Linked DNA regions of Triticum aestivum: region 2 is linked to region 1. The links are chromatin contacts, called in public Hi-C maps. All regions are on one chromosome and are shown on one strand. The core of a region is the stretch at or near the end of the contact, and the rest is flanking DNA. Distances in the headings are between cores, read along the strand shown.

Evidence for each region. A called contact is a pair of places that touch in the nucleus more often than the background predicts.
Region 2: a contact with region 1 is called in a Hi-C map of leaf, with 2.2 times the contacts expected there. The contact joins two enhancer-like sites. A contact is called at or near these places in 2 of 5 Hi-C or Micro-C datasets (both in leaf) and 1 of 1 datasets of contacts at active chromatin or transcription factors (leaf).

What each region holds. Positions count from the first base shown.
Region 1 is chr6A:569,227,406-569,232,256 of IWGSC CS RefSeq v2.1, reverse strand. No RefSeq gene overlaps it. Among protein-coding and RNA genes, the nearest start is that of LOC123128596, 6.1 kb to the right of the region's middle. Within about 2 kb of position 1,561, at least 5 of the 8 cell types and tissues checked have an H3K27ac peak or open chromatin away from gene starts, as enhancers often do. A contact at or near this core is called in leaf, where this site is marked.
Region 2 is chr6A:569,387,639-569,393,181 of IWGSC CS RefSeq v2.1, reverse strand. No RefSeq gene overlaps it. Among protein-coding and RNA genes, the nearest start is that of LOC123128597, 66 kb to the left of the region's middle. Within about 2 kb of position 3,636, at least 2 of the 8 cell types and tissues checked have an H3K27ac peak or open chromatin away from gene starts, as enhancers often do. A contact at or near this core is called in leaf, where this site is marked.

The DNA of each region.
Region 1 (4,851 bases), core at 312-2,811:
CTTCTCAGGTGACGGCGCAGCGGCGAACGGCTTCGGCCGCCGCCATCTTCACGAGAACGAGGCTCGCCTTCTTTTCGAGGCCGAGTACCCGGTCCCGCCGGACATGCGGGTGTCCGGGGCGTGGAGGATCAGCGCCGGCGGCGTGCCGGTGCCCCCGATACCCACCGGCGCGGCGTGGCATGCGGAGATCGCACACATCCGCTCGTCCCTGCCGCGTGCGGCGAGGGAGGGGCCACGGTACGTCCCCGACAGCCCGCTCTGGGAGCCTTATTTCCGCCGCACACCGAGCAGCTCGAGGCCACCAATGGCGTCGAGCCCTCTGGCAGGCTCAACGCCGTCGGCCGGCGTCGGTGGTGGGGCATGCCCGGGCGCACGTTGGAGGCCGTCCTCGAGTACATCGAGGGCGGCAACACGCCGCGCCACGAGTACCCCGCTCCCCCGTCCTTCCCACGCCGCCGGGGAAGCTCCTGGACCCCGAGGCGCATGGAGACCGGGGGGTCCTCCTCCTCGTCCGGCAGCCCCCCCTACCTCCGCCCCGTCAAGCCGGAGCCCCAGGGCACGCCTGTCAGCGCGCGCACCCGCAGCTCCGGCGTCCGCATCGGCGACAACGCCTCCCCCACCGGCCGCTTCGTCCTCGTCGAGCCCAAGCCCAAGCCGGAGCCCGGCCTCCCCGTGGAGTACGAGGAGATAGCCCGGCGTGGCTTCTCCTACGAGGACGCCCTGCGGTGGGCACGGGACGACTACCTTCGTGACGAGATGGTCCGGCAGCGCCGGGCCCTGGAGGAGATCGCCGCCCGCAAGCGTGGGCGCGAGGACGAGCACGGCGCCGTGGTCCTCGACAGCGACGACGACGCCCCCGGACCGTCCAACCCGCCACGCCAACCGGGGGAGGAATGCAGCAGGGACGGCGGAGGCGTCGGCGGGGGCGACGACGACGACGGCGGCGGCGGTGACTACACGCGGTTCTACAGCCTCCTCGGCATGTAGAACCGCGTGGGCGGGCGGCGAGGGAGACGGCGGGGATAGCCCGCGATAATTTTTCCTTTTTTTGTAAAATATGTTTAAATTTGAACGAACCCGAACATGTTTGCGTTGTGTTTGTGTCGAATTTAAACATTTTAAAAACCCATGGGGCCGCGACTGGGGGGCATCACGCCCCCAGTGCGCGGTTTAGCGTCGGTACGCTCTCAAAGGATGATTTTTTGCCCCTTCTGAAGAGCCAACGGCTGGAGATGCCCTTACATGTGACCATTACGTCGCCGGCGATCGACGCCGCCACCACCACTCTCCGGCCCGCCCCGCCCCGCCGCTGCTGCGACGACTGCAAACCCCATCGCAGCTCTGCAGTAGCAACAGTAGGTTTGAGGTGAACTTGCCCACACGGCACACGTACTTTTCAGGCAGTTCTTTCCAGCCTAGCCTAGCTGACGTGCATATTTCTCCACCCGTCCACGACCACTCCACTGTTCGGTTGACCTGTCGCCGTCCGGCCAGTACGTGCGTGCGTGCAACTCTTTTTTACCATACCATGCACATGTGAAAAGGCGTGCCGGGGAGAAGCAAAACGCGTGAGTGACCAGTGAGTGTAAAAAACGGAGGAGGTCGACCTTGTCTGCGCGGCGCGATCGACACGTCCCGGTCGAGAATATTTGGCGACGCATGCAAGATCTCCGCGGTGGGCCGCGATCGACGTCGTCGCCGTGCGCGATAGCGGCGCGCATCCGGCCTGCAGGGGGAGGGGCGGTACGTCGGGTCGCCGTCACGCCGCTGTGGCCACAACTGTAGCCTACTGGCGCCCGAGCTGGTACCGGTACTGGAACTCGGTACATGGTATGGTGCCCATGCCCCAGATGCACGTCGATCTACATAAATGTTTCCACCTTTGTGTGTCGACCGCATCAACCACCCTCCGTTTGCACAGTAGGGTAGTACGTACTCCCCTCGTCTGCATTTTCTTAAATTGTTCGTTCTGCATGCTGTGCCTGACCGGTGGGACCGGACCGGCCGGTCTTTCTATACGAAATGTGTATGCAATACTCTAAGACTACTTTAATAAACTACTAATTGAGCATCTGTATGCGCGCTTGTGTCTGTATTGATGCTCAAAAAATTCGATGCTCTGGCTCGTGTTTCTGTCTATTAGATCTACTTGAGATAAGTACCATGTTGCATGCACTGATATTTTTACCGTGCTACGGACGCGAGAAAAATACTACAGGCAAGGTGTACCGAAACACACACATGAGGTCTGCACGTACGTACGTAAGTACCAGCAGCAATGAAATCAAAGGAGGAGATCTCATCGGTGTCACCATTACGTACTTGTCGCGAGCAAGGCGAGACACATGCATGTACTGGCTCATGTTTGGTGCCATGTACTTATGTCCAAACGGACCTAGTTCTTCAAGATAACACGCTGGTTCGGAAAACATAGCGCGCGGTTGGGGTTGGAACAAGCACGCACGGTACGTACGTCATTCACGGCTTCAATTTACGCGCCCTACAAGCTTGAAAACATATGAGATTATTGATGTCTGTCCGATTCCGATCGATCGGGACATCAATGCCCCATCGATCGATTGGTCACAAGTTGAAGAAACTATAGATATACTCTCTGGCTACTTGGTGAGCCATGTACTTCACGTTCCTATTGGAACAGCTACTAGATGAACTACAACGACAGAGATATTTATTTCGCATCTCACTTTTTTGAGTTGGCACGGATAGGGCCAGTTGAAATCGGCATCCAGGAGGAGCAAGGGAGCTAGCAAAACCTGCTACTAGCATGGCTGCAATCGCTCCAGGAGTTACTGACCATGACAGCTTTTCACCATCAAATATATGTGTATGACTCCGATTAATGTCCTTTTCGAGTTCATTATCAGGCAAAATATCTTTCACACTAAAAAACCAGGCAAAAAACTCATAGTATAAAATGGAGTTTCCTAAAAAAAAATCCCAAATGTTAAAAATCTGACGTCGGATTTTGAAGTATTCCGAGCGAACGCTCTCAGGCACGTCAGATCCCACGAACGAATCCTAAAGTGTTTGTCTCAAACGCACCCTCCGAGCGAAGTACGAATGACGACGGTAATTGGTTCTCCTAGGATGGCATTCTGAGCGAGCACGTTCGGAGGCGAAATTTTCTGTTTTTAGAGTATGGTAATTCCCATCTTTTTCGTTCCACGAAGCATGTCAATTCCCACTTTTTTGAGTTGGCACGGATACAGCCAGTTAAAATCGGCATCCTGGAGGAGCAAGGGAGCAAAACCTAATACTAGCATGGCTGCACTAGCTCCAGTAGTTACTAACGATGACAGCTTTTCACCATCAAATATATGTATATGAATGCAATTAAAGTCGTTTTCGAGTTCATTATCAGGCAAAATATCTTTCACACAAAAAAATCAGGCAAAATGTCATTGTATGTATGAAGTTTCCTAATATATTTTCCCAAATGCTAAAATTCTGATGTCAGATTTTGAAGGATTCCTCGCGAACGCCCTCATGCATGTCGGATCCCATGAACAAATCCTAAAGCTTTTGCCTCAAACGCACCTGCCCAATGAAGTACGAGTGACGACAGTAATTGGTTCTCCCAAGATGGAGCACATTTGGAGACGACACATTCTGTTTTTAGAGCATGGCAATTCCCACCTTTTCGTTGGATAAAGCATGGCAATTCTCTTCAGCCAGCATGGAAAATTTCACCATTTTTCAGGCTAGCAATTCTTCATGTTGTAATCATGGCAAATCCCCGAAAACACATGTCTCCTGCAGCATGGCAAAATTTACTTTAGAACATGACAAATCCTTATGTAACAACATGGTATCGGTTTTTGCAAGACAATTCTGGAGCGTTTGATGTGAGTGGTTTTTTTGATCGAATGAAAGTGTTCATTCGTTCTTACTCCCTCCGTTCGGAAATACTTGTCCTAAAAATGGTTGTATCTAGACTTAAAACAAGTCTAGATACAACCATTTCTAGGACAAGTATTTCCGAACGAAGGGATTACATGGCTGGGGGGCGATAGTTCTCTCCGATGACCTCCCGGAAGACATGTCAACACGCTATTGGGGTCCAAGATTTTTGTGCGGACTAACGGTATACTTAAGAAGGATTCGCTATGTATTTAGCGAGTTGTTGACGTGATGGTTTAGGATTAAAATAGGCTGAGGGCCCACCCCGGCGAAATTCAAGGTGGGAGGGGTGCCGGGGGTGGGGTGGGGGGGGGGGAGTATGCGAAACATCTATACATTGTTTGTGGACGTATGATTATTGGTTTGTGTGTTTTTGAGATAGGTGGAGAGGTGCGGGATGAGGGAGAGTTTTCTGGGCTGGGCTGATGGTGTAACTCATAATTAGGATGAGTCGATTCAATTATGCGTAGAGTTGGTTCTGATCTAAATGTTTTGATCTTTAGATAAGAAACCAACGGCATATCAAACATCGACTGACTTGTAGTCGCTCCCTAATGGTAGACTTAAACGGGATTCCCTACTGGTTTAACGGACTGATTGACGTGTAGGAATACGATTGAAAAATCCGGGAGGGAAGGGCCCTCCCCGGTGAAATTCAAGCTGGGAGGGGGGGATTAGCTGGAAGGAGTATCTAAAACATCTGTAAATTGTCCATATGCATGTAGGATTATTGATTTGTGTGTTTTCGAGATTTAGGCTGCTCACCCGTATACCACATGATCTGTATAAGAGATAAAGCTTGGACGCGGAGGAATTGATCCCGGGCACCAGTGATCCCGGATGAACAGTAAAATCTGAAAAAATAGTAAAAAAATTCAAAAAAATCTGAATTTTTTTGTCAAGAAACTTTGATGTTTTTTCTACATGCGT
Region 2 (5,543 bases), core at 2,387-4,886, 160 kb before region 1:
TCCAGCAAAGAAGATTCATTGGGCCCGGCGGTCCTCTGCCGAGGAGGCCGCCAAACGCCCATCAAACCTTTTACACCACCGGCTGCTTTCTTCACACTCCCTGAGCTGTTTTTCTCTTGAGCTGCTTTGTCTGGTAATAAGCTTGTCTTGGGCCTCTTCAGATCCTGCTTGGGCGGCGGGCTAGTAACAGCACCCCCCCCCTTTGGTCTTCTCAACAAGCACAAGCTCCATGCCCGTCGATGCTGACGGGGTGACCACCTCCACAGAGCCACGTTTCCTGCTGGGATCGACCACTTCCATATGAGCATCCCCTTCCCTCATGCTAGCCATATCATCAGCTCGGTATTCATCCTTGTTCTGGTTCTGCTGCCTCTTCTGATTATTATTATGGTTGTTACGGCGCCTCGTAGCCCAAGCAGTTGAGGCTGGTGCCCGGAGGTTTTTGTATATTAGTGCTCAAGGAGGGTGGACTCCATCACCATGTTCTTTGAACTCACGACCCATCATCCCACACACCTGGCACCAGTGCGGCAGTCGCTCGTACTTAACCGCAAAGATCTCGCGCTCTCCTGCATGGACTATGGAAGTTGCTTTCTTCAGAGGATTACGCACATCCAGGCGCACTCTCACACGATAAAAGTTCCCCTCAAAATCAAAGGATGAGGGTTCAGAATCAACAAACTCACCGAGCTTCGAAGCCAGAGCCTTGACTTTACCATGATAAGCAATGGGAAGGTCGATAATCTGAGCCCATATATCAAACTTGAATAGTTCAATAGTAGTCGGCTTGGTGTAACCATCATACGGTGTTATTATCACCGGATTGCCTCTGAAGTGCCAGGGGCCTCCTTGGGTTACCGTCTCCCAATCCCCTAGGCAGTTAAACTGCATGATAAAGAAATTGTCCTCTAGGGTTTTGATCTTTACTGTCCTTGCCAGATCCCAAGCCGACCTCATATTGCGGAAGAACCAGTACGTGTTGAAGCCCTTATCCATGTGCACCCTGACCAAGATCATCCATCGGAGATCATCTGCTGGTGGCGCATCATCTTCTTCAAATATCACATCGTCCAGATCATCTTCTCCCAACGCCAACTCCTTCATGAGATCATCAATCTTTCCCTTGGCCTTGTCTCCCAACGCCGAAGAACCCCCCTTGTTTGCCATGGTCACAGCTCGAGTCGATCTTGATGCGATCACGATCTGGAAACTCCGCAGACTCCTCTCGTCCCCTACTCCGTCCAAGGCCGAGAACATCACAGGCTGTTCCTGAAAGCCCGAGAGGGAGGGTCAGAGGCGGAGGTAAGCCCCGGGAATTGAAGATTTTTCTCAACGTCGCCGCCGGCGACGAGAGGAGAGATAACCCTAGCTAGAGGGAAAAAACCACCGATCCCCCCCCCCCCCCTCACCATGCCAGGGGTTCGGTTGTAGCAGCTTATTGGGCCTGCATGGGCCATTATCTAACACCGTACTTCTCCGGCTTGTTTCTCAAAAAAAAAGTCACTTGTGCTTCACAGCTCGGTCTCACCTCTCTCACTTCAAAACCATGAAATTTTTCGTCTCAGTACCTCATCAAAATCTCTAAACCTAAAAGAACAGCAACGCGCGCGAGCACCGGGACAAAGGCCAACAAACGACACGCGCCCAATTAATTTGGGATCACATTGATTGCACGATACACTAATCAGTTGTCATGCATGCAAACTGCGGGACCTTGTTGATGCTAGATCGGTCGGTGAGGTCCTGCATTGCATGCATGCATGCAGCTGCTTCGCTGTGCGTACAGCCGCGCCCACGAAACTGCGGGACCTTGTTGATGCTTCTAGCTAGCTCGATCGGGGTACTTTGCTGATTACTGCAAGGAGTAGGGCAACCACTTATGGTCCAAGCGCTAAACTAAATAATACTAGTTGGCATGTGTGTGATTACTGACCAGCATCACCAACCACATCCTCAGAATTCCTTCCAGCTAGGTGCCCTAGTGGCATGTTTTGTTTGGCTGTTCGGGTCAGAAAGAGCCGCGCGCACAGGTTTGCGTCTGTGTGTACTGCTGTCGCAGTTGCACACACTCCTAGATCTCAAAATCAAACCTAAAAGTTACTGTCAACTGAAGCTTTCTTTCACCCGTACGTTCGAGTTCGACCTGTCAGTGTAAAGAGTGTAAACAGCACATGCTTTGCCAGAAATAAGAGCATCTCCAACAGGTGCTGCAAAAGACGCGCCCGCGCGGTAAAATTTGGGTTTAGCGCGCGCCGGCTGGTTCCGCGCGCTCCAGCGGTGGCGGAAGTTATCGCGCGCGGGAAGCGTTTGCGCGCGCGCGGGAGAAAGCGGCACGCGGCGCGGTAGATTTGGCGCGCCGCTTCGCGCACGCCTATAAAATGCCGCGCTCGCCACGCGCACAGACACAGCCACGCGCCCTCCGCTCGCAACCTCGCCGCTTCGCCGCTTTCCGCGCCACCATGCCGCCGCGCCGCCGGGGTTCGTCGGGCTACCGCGGCGTCCGCGAGCGCCCCAACGGCTGGTACTCCGCCGAGATCCGGTCCGGCGACGTCCGGCTCGGCCTCGGGTCGTTCCGGAGCGCGTACGAGGCGGCCCGCGCGTACGACGCGGCGGCATGGCGGTTGGATAGGCCCCGGACGCAGATGAACTTCCGGGACGTCTTCACGCGCGAGCAGGCGCAGCGCGTCGCCCCTCCGCCGCGTCTCATCACCGACATGGACCGTGCCGACCACGCTCGGCGCTGCCGCCGCCTCCTCATCGCCGAGGAGGACGAGCGAGCCATGGCGGAGTGGCGCCGTCGCCACCCGGAGGACGTCGCCGACGAGCGTGCCTACTGGGCGGAGAGGACGGCAAGGCGCCTCGCGGAGCGGGCGGACCGGCGTCGGCGGAAGGCATTGGCGAATGCGCAGTGCGACATCGTTTCAGCAGGTGGGAGGTCGATCTTCACGTCAGACGATGAACGTTGGGACAACATTTGGCTCGATACCTCGGACAACACCGACGAGGTTGATGATGGTGATGATGGTGGTAGCGATTTGGAGTAGTTTCTATCTAGTACGCCGTAGTAGTTTCTATCTAGTTACACCGTAGTTCTATCTATCTATGTTTTTGAACTATCTATCTAGTTGCACCGATGTAAAATACCTTTATATCGTTTTTTTATCTATGCAATTTATCTTTATTTTTTACCTATGCAATTCATCTTTATTTTTATGCTTTCGAAAATGTTGTCACGCGCGCTGTATTTTAGCGCGCTGCTGGAGCGGCGCGCGCGCGCTGCATTTTAGCGCGGCTGCTGGAGCTAGCGCTGCGCGCCGTGCCAAATCAGGCGATGCATGCGTGGCAAATCTGTTTTTTGCGCGCGGCGCGTCCGGCGCCTGTTGGAGATGCTCTAAGCACACAGGCAAACAAGGTGCACGTCTAAACCCTGAAAACCTCGAATATGCCGGCCGGTTGCCTTTCCATCCATCACCTGCTGCGACTGCGATCTGGACGTAATTTGCCTTCTCGATCGGGACCGTGATCCGTCATTTTCCCCGGAGAGTGGGACGAGAGTGAGTCGACAGCGATCCGCCATTACCCCCGGCGCGTACCTTTTGCTCTCCCCACCACCTGCGTGGACTCTTGCGACGTCGCCGTTTGCACACGCGGTTCCTCCAAGTCCAGACGACGCCCTGCGAGCCAAGCAAGACCAGTAGCTCTCATGCCCAAAAGAAAACATGTGCTGCTCGGCGAGCCACGACGACAGCGGCGTCGCAGCAGCTTCTCCGTTCCCCGTACCTCTCCGACGCTACGTCCACCGCGGCCGATGGCGCCACCGCCACGCAAACGGCGTGTACCACCACGGCGAGGTCGACCTCGGACGGCAACGGAACACGGGTCCGAGAGAGACAACCCTGAAATGCCACACTAATGGCGCCAGTGGCGTAGACCAGTCTGCTGATTGCTATGGATCGATGGATGCGGCCGTTCCTTTTGGCTTTGAATTTTCCCTCCCGTCTTTGGCAAAAAAAAGCTGGCGCGACAAATCTGCGCCACTGCTCGCGAGAGTGACCGGGGCTAGCAACTGGGGCTTGGATGCCCCTAGACCTAGACTGACGCAACGGCGTCGGGCTACAGGGGAATACATGTGTGAGGGATCAAGTCAAGTGTGTGTTACTGATGAACCAACAGATTAGATCGATGGTCCAATCTGGCCATTAGTGGCGTGGTTGGAGCAGAGCCATCGCACCAGCAGTGACATGTCCGTGTCTGGATGCGTCGACCCATCCATCCATGTCATACGGATCACTGGCACTGGCAGCCAATCAAACTGGCCTGGATCGTTCGTTAGTTGGCAATCAAATTCGTCTTAGCAAAGGTTTCCAAAGGCGCATCAATCAATTTAAGCCGCATCGATCTAATCTAACGACGATGCATGAATAGCTGTAGCACTCGTGCATTATTGTTTGGCCTGGCCCGGCCGACCATGTTCTCCGGGGAGGAAGCTTGCGGGCATTAGCTGAGGTGTCGCTATCTGAAACGATTCGGAGGGTCGGCAATGGCGATTCAAGAACATGGTCACGAGTGCTAGAAACAGTTCTGCTATAGATACGACATTTTCACATCGGAAACACATACGATTGCTGTTACATGTGCTTTCGTCCAATCAACCAACTCCACTGGGAAAAGAAAACGAATGAAGCATGCTATCTAGTGTTGACACACCATATCATATGTACGAATATCGTGTGCAAAGCAATCCACGGTCTTATACCGGATCAATACTTCATGACAGGGCATGATATATGGTCGGAGACGCGTCCATAATTGCATATGCATGGTGTGGTCGTATGGTATCTAGATTGGCTGTGTTTAGCCATTCTCCCATCTCGGGTCACCAAACGCGGAATTTGTAAGGCCAACTCCAACGCACGACGCCAAACGGTTCGGCCACGTTTGTTTGAGGGCAAACGGACAGAACAAACCGCCCAACGCGCGGAAGGAAACGGACCAATGTTTGTTTTTGGTCCGCTTTCGACCCATTCCAGCCCAACTTCGGGCCGCGTTTGCGGCTAAACGGACATGCACGGACGGACGCGGCGCGCAGCCTAGTCCCCTCCTGGCCCGTCTGTCGGGGACACAACCATTTTCCTCTTCGCCTGCTCTTCCCTCTGTCCTCCGCTCTCCGTCCCCGCCATCGTCGCCTTCCATCAAGGCCGTCCGCCCCACAACCACGCCCACGCCCGCGTTTCGGTAGAGCTTTTTGCTGGCGTTCATGGTTCCTTGTTGCCGGTGGGAAAGAAGCTACGGCCGCCGGCGCCGACCGTCGACCCCCAACAACTTCCGGCAGGCGCTGCATTGCCGTAGGGCGCCCACCCCACCAATACCAACCTTGCTTCGCTTCATCGACTTGCTCTTTCCGGCCAGGGTCTCCACCATGACCTCAAGGTGTTCGGCGCTTTGCTCACAAGGTATCATGGATAGCGGGGATCAATATTTCTTTCACAACTTCATTTGTTCATCGGATGATTCATCCTTGGATGATGAAGAGCTTGTGGTGG